2 separate regions of the Zea mays genome follow, and region 2 is linked to region 1. A link is a contact called in public Hi-C data. All regions are on one chromosome and are shown on one strand. The core of a region is the stretch at or near the end of the contact, and the rest is flanking DNA. Distances in the headings are between cores, read along the strand shown.

Region 1 (4,014 bases), core at 483-2,982:
AATTCCAGACATCTATTCCGTAATATAATAACCACAATTGACAATAGTAACCGTCTAATATATTATGTTTTAAAAAAACAGTTTGCCACTATAAGAATGGTATCATTCATACATAGAGTTCTTTAATATTTTTCTTTGCATGACAATGTTGAATAATTGGATATGATACATGGCAACTAATTCAAGGCCTTGCATTTACTAGTTGCAAATGGATATCCTAATGTGCAATTGGTTACACATTTTGCTTTTTCATCATTCGAACCTTTCTATTTTTTTTCTCAAACACACGTACCATTTTATTAAGATAAAATTTTATTCAGATGTAATGACTGAACCACGGGTCAAGAAAACCCGGACAACACTCATAGTGCTCTAGAAAGGCTACAAAAGAAACTAAAAATAAAGACGGAGATCGACACGGCCAAAACAACCACACTATTGTCATAATCCCTTTACACTAGTCGATCACCAAATGGTACACTCGTAACTGAAAGCTCGCAACACTGTTATAATGTTTGGAGTAGATCCATTAAAAACACAATTGTTTCTATGATTTCATATTTTTTTCAAGACACTAATAGTGCCACTAAATTAAACCCCTTCTTGTAGTCTTATGCCACCTCTTTAACTGCCTTGCACCACTAGCTTGAGAACTTATGAGTTGATGGTTGAGGTGCAACGGAGGCCAAGCCAATTTTCTGCAAAATGATGTACTAGAAGGCAGAGACGGGCCCATGGGTTTCATGGGTATTCATTGAATACCTAAGTTTTTGGTGATCTATAGTAATTTGTCAATATTGTATTACATAAAATAGCGTTAGAGCACTAATTTTTTTAATCTTTTGAATTTTTGAATACCCAATCTCAAATGTCTGGGCCCGCTTCTGCTAGAAGGGGCAAGCACTTGGGTGGAGGAGTCCTCTTAGAGGGCCAGTCTGCCATTCAACAACAATTAATTACTACAAGTCTATAAGTCAAAATGAAGAACTTGCAGCGGAGAGGAGCTAATGATTTCCAAATTCGTTTCAAAGGAAAGCAAGATCGAACCAAGGAAAAAGGCATTGTAGGCCGCCTTGGACCACTCAATTTTCTAGTTTTAGCGAACATTTTATCTTACTTAATGTAACTACAAAGATTTTCGTCATAATATTGCAAGCACGGCAAGAACGGACCGACTACCATATATGCATAAATTGATGAGTGCTGCTTCTGCAAAACAAAAGATGCCAATTTTTTATCTTTACACGCGGGAAAGGATTACATACACAAGCTTTTCGTCATCTGTAGACGTTCGCATATTGTAACTAGCTCTACAGTTTGAAACTATGAGTACAACTTAAGGGGTGTTTAATTTTTAGGAACTAATTTTTAGTGTCATTATTTTATTTTATTTTAGTTTTTAAATTATCAAATATGAAAACAAAAAGTAGAGTTTTAGTTTTTGTATTTGGTCATTTGGAGACTAAAATAGAAAAAATAGAGAGACTAAAAATTAGTCCTTAAAAATCAAACACAGATTTACAAGACATCATGCTTTTACAAGAGCCTTCATTTAGCAAAGTTTTTATTTGCCTTTTCGAAAGTAGAGCATCCAGCCCAACTACACAAGCTAAAGCTAGCAACGCATCCAGACCCTAAACGGCCCGTGAAAAGCCCAACGCTACACACCCACGAGCAAGTCCGGACTACGGAGCTCAATCGGAAGTAGCGCACCCGTGGGCCATCGCCCATGGGCCATGGCCATGCCTCCTCCTTTGGCACAGGCCACAGCCCAACATGGACAACGTCTCAGCGTCATGAATAGTGTTGTATACAACTCATGCCAAGCCGTTACCCTGCTCGTGAATTTTTGTTTGTATTTTCTTTATATTTTTATAGTCGTTTTCGGAGTGGCGCTACTGCATTTGTTCGTGTCTAGCTTATGGGCTGCTGGCTGGTGTGCATGCAACGTCTGCATTGTTCCTCATGTCACTCGATAGAATTGGGATCGAGGTGCCTGAAGGAGTTCCCCTAGGAAGTAGGAACTTTGGATGGCTCGGTTCTCAGAGTCTTCTGCTAGGGAATCAGTCATAGAGGTGGAGGGCTCTGTCACTAGAGCACTGACGGGTGGACAATTTTGAGGCAGTGGTGGACCAACCAAGTCATCTACCAGATTTGTCGATGTCCTGAAATATTCCACATTCAACATATATTTAAATATATGTTTTCAGCTAAAAGATGATGATAACTATGATGTTGTCGTACCTTGCAGATCTTCTTATCTTGTTCTTGGGGAAGTAGGAGAGCCTCTCTGGGGCTGAGCCTTAGGCGATGTTTGAATACACTAGCTCTAATAATTAGTTAGCTAAAAATTTAATAGTAGCATTAGCTAGCTAACAAATAGCTAGTTAACTAGTAGCTAATTTACTAAAAATAGCTAATATCTAAAATATTAGCTAGGGTGTTTGAATGTCTTTAACTAATTTTAGCTAATAACTATTAGTTTTAGTACATTCAAACACTCCCTTAGAAGCTAAGTCATCTTGTCTTGATGGCTAAGTTGTGTGGTCGACTTCGACTAGGGCTCAGTGATGATCTCCTTTGGATAGCGTGGGGGAGTTTGAACCTTCACTCATTTCGACCACCATGGGCTATATGAGGTGGAGGAGATTCATCGTCCAAGACTACCACTAGGGCTTTCTCTTTATTCCTCTTCTTGGAGGAGGAGCCTTGGTCTGAGTTGCAAGTGGTGCATCTTTAGAGGCCCTCCTAGCTAGTTATTCAGGAAAATGGTTGAGGCCTGACTTTTCGTAATTCTTTGAAATTCATGCTAGATTCTATTGAGGTCAAAATAACACCAACATCTAACATAGATTACAACAAAGTCAGAGTTGGGTAATTCTAAATACTACCTCCATTTTCTTTTATTTGACGCATGATAGTTCAATTTTACACTAGCAAATGTCAAATAAAAAAGATCGGAGGGAGTACAATATTAGATGGCCGAGTTGTCGGACATACCTTGGCTCAAGTTTCTGTCAAAGAATACGTTTCGATAAAGTAGCCATCAGGGAAATCTCTAAGGGCCAGTTTGTTTCCCTTCATTTTAAGGAATTGTAATCTAACTAATATAGTAGGCTATTTTTTAAGAATGTGACATTCCATAACTTTCCAGAGTGTACATAAAATCCTATCTCAAATCCATGGGGTAAGAGATGAAAATTAATTCTATAGATTTACATGCTACTTTTCTAATGTACAATTCATAACAGAGTCTTCTACTTGCTTCTCTATAACATAAATGTAGTGTATAACTATCTCTCTTATATGATTTATGATAATATACAAATATGATACATAGACAAATATATTAACTTAATTAATTTTGTCTAAATTATAATTATTAGAATGAAATTCAATTCGAACAAAACAAACATGCCCTAATGGAATGGAAGATTTGCTTCAGATACGCCTTCACTTTGGGCATTGAAGTTTTCTCCTCATAAGTACGCGAGGGGTCAGTCTGCCCTCCATACTCCTAGGCGTAGTTGGTCTTCTTCTTTCATAGGGGGACTAAGTGTTGTGTCTAATTGGCTGTTATGTGTACGCCAGACAGTCTAAGTACCTTCATATCTTAAATCCCTTTGACGGCAAGTCTGCAACAATGGCTTCGGAATATTTGGGTAGGGTCCGCTCATCCAATCAAGACGATGGACTGGGCACTGGCCAAGGAACTCATGGAGTCTTGAATTATGGTTACCAATACAAAACCATTTCATATACTCCCTCTGTTTCTTTTTAATTGTCGCTGGATAGTTCAATTTTGCACTATCCAGCGACAACTAAAATGAAACGGAGGGAGTACCAATTATTTAGAGAGGTTTTGAAAGTGCAGTGTAAATACTGGTATCCTCTACAGACTTGAATCCCTACCCCATATACAACCACTAGGGTTTCCTTGTTGGGTTAGGGACAAAGAAAAAAGTGGTATTGGAACAAAGGGAAGAAAGGCAGAATGCCCGGATAATCCTCCCG
Region 2 (4,281 bases), core at 625-3,124, 160 kb after region 1:
CAGCTAGACGGGCCATCTTCTCCTTCTTGCGTTGAACCTGCTGCTGAAGGATTTCCAAATTCTGAATTTCCTGATCTAGATCATCCTCCGGAGGTGTTGGACTGGCAGCCTTCCTCTTCTGGCTTCGTGCCTCTCTAAGAGAAAGGACGTCTTGATTGGGATCCAGCGGCTGCAGCGTGCCAGCCCCTGCTGCTGAAGCCTTCTTCGGCGGCATGACGAAGGTGATGCTTGCCGAAGGTGTTGAAAAGCTCAAGAAATGGAAGTGAGTTCACCGGAGGTGGGCGCCAATGTTGGGGACTTGTTCTCAAGTGCTATGAGTTAAGAACAAGGCAACATAGAAAATGTTAATTGTTAAAGTCCTTCGTCCTCCGAAGCATTATTTCCCTTAGGATGTAATGGCTTGCGGACGAAGGTTACGAAGGACATACCTTCATACATTCATTAAATAATGGCGAGGAATGAAATATAAAGAATATTAAAGACGATATAAGCAATCATATATTATTATCGGGCATAAACAGAAACATTGTTGAATTACAAGTGTACCTTCAATCGGAAGGGAATGACAATACAAGCGTGACGCAAGAAGCAAATGCCAAGTCAGCGTGAACAGTACGGGGATACTGTTCACCTATTTATAGGCACGGGACACAACCCTTACAAAATTACACTCATGCCCTTTACATTTGATAATAATTCTATAGTAGTCTATCGAGGTCTGAATAGCCTTTTCATCTTTAAGTCGGTTCCACTCTTTGCTGTCACGCCGAAGCTTTCCTGCTCGCACCTTCGGCTCTGTATCAACCTTCGTATTATTCCGGTCTACAGCGATGCCGACCTTAGTCCGAGGATACCTGTTCACACATTGTACTCCAGAAATACTGTTAAATCCTGTTTTTGAGGACCTTCGGATGCCGAAGGTCCCCAACAAGATGTGAGGAATTGGGAGAGAAATCAACAAAAAAAAGTTTTCTAGTCTTGTTCCTTTGGTCTTTACCAATGTATAAAAGATTTAGGAATAAGTCTACATGACCCTCCGATCTTTAGATGATGGTCTATTTCACTTCCTCACCTTCAAAATCAGTTATTTAACCACCTTAACTTTATAAAACCAGATAAATAACCTCTAAGCAGTTTTAGTCGACGGTTTTGATAACATAGCATTAGTTTTATCCTTTTCAATTATGTCTTTACCTAGTGATTAAATTTTATGCAATTTTACACAAAAATGGTAATTAGAGATTATATCTGCCCTATTTTTCTCGTAATTTTTGGGGCAACAGTTTAATTACTAAAAAGAACAAAAGCTACATAAAAATAGCTTAATATTTTTGTCCCCGATTCATTTAGTATCTTATTATACTAAAATTTTAATAGAGCTAAACAATACTATTAATAAACATTTGTTGATTTTATTAAGCACGCTAAGTAGTGGTTCTTCTAATTACTAACTAAATTAATTTTATATTTTTAAAAAATACCTAGCAAACAGTAATAAAATAATCTCTAATTTCTAACAGATCTCATAAACTAATGTAAATATTTTCAAAATTTTCTAAGAACTTTAAATCTAAAATGACTACCCACCCTCCAATCAAGTCAAAGGAATTATGTATTTATGTTGAGCTCAGCCACACTTGGCCGTGCAGACACGTAACACGTTGTCTGGCCCAAGCATGACAAGCAAACAACCAGACAGCCCATACCTATCTTGCGCGCGTGCATGCAAGTAGAGGATTTTAGAACAGGTAATGGGTTTCCATGCCGTCCAATGTAGACCCGTTAATAGTTTTGGCCCATCATTGTTGTAACATCTAATAAGGCCCACCACTCCGTTCCCCTTGTCAGCCACGGCGACGTGACCTAGGGTTTTCATCAGCATAGTATATAAAATTCCGTTCTCTCAGTCCTGTTTCCCCGCCGCCGCCTCCAAGCGCCCCAGCGAGCCAGCTCCGGCGAAGTCAATCCTGCGCTCCGCAGGCAGCATCAAGCATGGCGGACACGAAGGCGTCACCCGCGGTGACGCTCCGCACGCGCAAGTTCATGACCAACCGCCTCCTCTCCCGCAAGCAGTTCGTGCTCGAGGTTCTCCACCCGGGCCGCGCCAACGTCTCTAAGGTCAGTGCGGTGCCCAAGCGTCGGAGCCTTCGCTGCGAGATCCTCTCGTTCTATTAGCGATTTTGACGCGTGTGATCGCTTGATATTGCAGGCGGAGCTCAAGGAGAGGCTGGCTAAGATGTACGAGGTGAAGGATCCCAACTGCATCTTCGTCTTCAAGTTCCGCACCCACTTCGGAGGCGGCAAGTCTACCGGATTCGGTCTCATCTACGACAACGTCGACTCAGCCAAGAAGTTCGAGCCCAAGTACAGGCTTATCAGGGTATGCGTCTCTTGCTCCTCCCGTTTTTCTCACTCGTAATTGGATTCATAGGTCTCCATGTTGAATATACTGCCTGGTATACGCTGAAAGCTCAAAGCTTTAGTTTATTGTGGCCATTGATGTACATTTATGTTCGCTGCTCCTTCAGATTATGTCGCTCATTTAACATATTTCTTGTGGAACATTGATATTTTTATCAGATAGTATTTTAGATGAGAAACGAATATCTGTTGCTCAGTCGTGTGTTCAGATTATGTCGCGCATGAACCCTTTATCGCCTTAGTGATGGCGATGCTGCTACATGGTTGAAAATGATCCCATGATGATATTGACTCCCATTGCACTGTGTGTTTTGTAGTATTTTTCAAACCGGGATATTTTTGAGTCAGTTCGAGGAGTTTACATTATATTTGTTGCTAACTCGCAAATTTTGCTATGGTCTTTCATTAAACTATGAATCATATGGAATTCTGGGCTACAGCAAGCAAATATCGTATCCTATTTTTGTGAATTATCCATGACCGTTTTGTGTATGGAACCTAGCTTAAAAGACCAGTTAACGATTAGCAGGTCCATTTGTATGCTCCCTTCACATAAAAAGTATCCTGCAAATCCATGTTACATTGCAATGCAGATTTTGTGATTGAAACAACACTGTCTGTATTGGTCCTGCTTATTTTTGACAAGAGTGTGTTTGGGTTTCTGCAGAACGGTCTTGCTACCAAGGTGGAGAAGTCGCGCAAGCAGATGAAGGAGAGGAAGAACAGGGCGAAGAAGATCCGCGGTGTGAAGAAGGTATGCGCACTTGCATTCATCTGACTGTTGTGTCTAATATTACTGCGCATTTGGAATGTGGGGATTTCATTGTGTTTCTGTGGTTCTGATAAAAAAATAGTTATTTTTTGCGTGTAACTGCTAATTTTTTTGTTGGATTGGTTTTGCAGACAAAGGCTGGGGACGCCAAGAAGAAATGAGCAAGGTTTCAGTGTACTTTAGCCGTCTTGAGTTCGAGTAACACCTGTTCGCCGTCAGAAATTTTGTACCCCATGTCGCAATGCTTTGATCTAGAAAAAGAGTTTTTTTAGCTGTTTACATCGACTACTGGTACATTTGAAAAGGCATATTCCCCATCTTTGTGGCAATGTCGGGGCGATACCATGCTGGGCCGAGAATTTTTAACGAAGTTATACTTTTGAAAGATGAAACGTGACGTCCGTGAGCCTAGATAGTAGCGTTGATTCCGTTGCGGCAGAATCTGTTTCTGAAACGGTACATTCTGTGAAACGTTATGTCCGTTTCAGAAGACTCTGGATCGGCTCTCGTCCCTCGCTTGTTCGTGCGGTGGTTCTGTTCAGCGACGCAGTCACACCCAGAGATGTCAATAGGGCCTCTTCCCTGCCGGTGAATTTCTCCATCAGTATCTAAATCCTTTCTATTCAATTTTGACCAGCAAAAGTTTTGATCTTTTTTGATCTCTTTTAATCAACTTCTAATCGAATAAAGCAATGGGGAATACCTCCGTTAGCATTGTGTGGGCAGATTTTTTTCCCCAATGATTAATGTAGGAAAAATATTGTCTCCATCGTGTTCAGATTCAAGATGGCGACGCATATATACCGGTTGGGTTAAGGTCGCGGGTATAAAATATTTCTCGTACTCGTGACCTGTAATTTTACCCACTCGTACTCGCTAAAATACTAGTGTATCAATCACTCAAAATGTCAAATAAACATAAGTTTAACTTAAAATACAACAAACTATATTTTTACATAACTTATAGGTAAACAAACAATAACAAAATAAGTATTTTTTTAGCTAAGACGTCTTTAATTACATGGTAAATACTAATACGATGCGGGTATATTTTACCCATGTGTATACAATTATGTGCAGTACCCGTC

What was found. Hi-C and Micro-C count contacts between places; a contact is called where the count stands out from the background.
Region 2: a Hi-C map of ear shows a contact between it and region 1, with 3 times the contacts expected there. The contact joins the promoter of LOC100280577 here to the enhancer-like site in region 1. A contact is called at or near these places in 3 of 25 Hi-C or Micro-C datasets (ear, leaf and tassel).

Annotation. Positions count from the first base shown.
Region 1 is chr5:154,642,524-154,646,537 of Zm-B73-REFERENCE-NAM-5.0, forward strand. No RefSeq gene overlaps it. Among protein-coding and RNA genes, the nearest start is that of LOC103627063, 44 kb to the left of the region's middle. Within about 2 kb of position 1,733, at least 17 of the 20 cell types and tissues checked have an H3K27ac peak or open chromatin away from gene starts, as enhancers often do. A contact at or near this core is called in ear, leaf and tassel, where this site is marked.
Region 2 is chr5:154,797,485-154,801,765 of Zm-B73-REFERENCE-NAM-5.0, forward strand. It overlaps LOC100280577 (ribosomal protein S24), which reads left to right and starts at 1,875. Exons shown (of 4, transcript NM_001374579.1): 1 at 1,875-2,118; 2 at 2,210-2,380; 3 at 3,089-3,175; 4 at 3,325-3,580. The coding sequence starts at 1,993. The coding sequence ends at 3,354.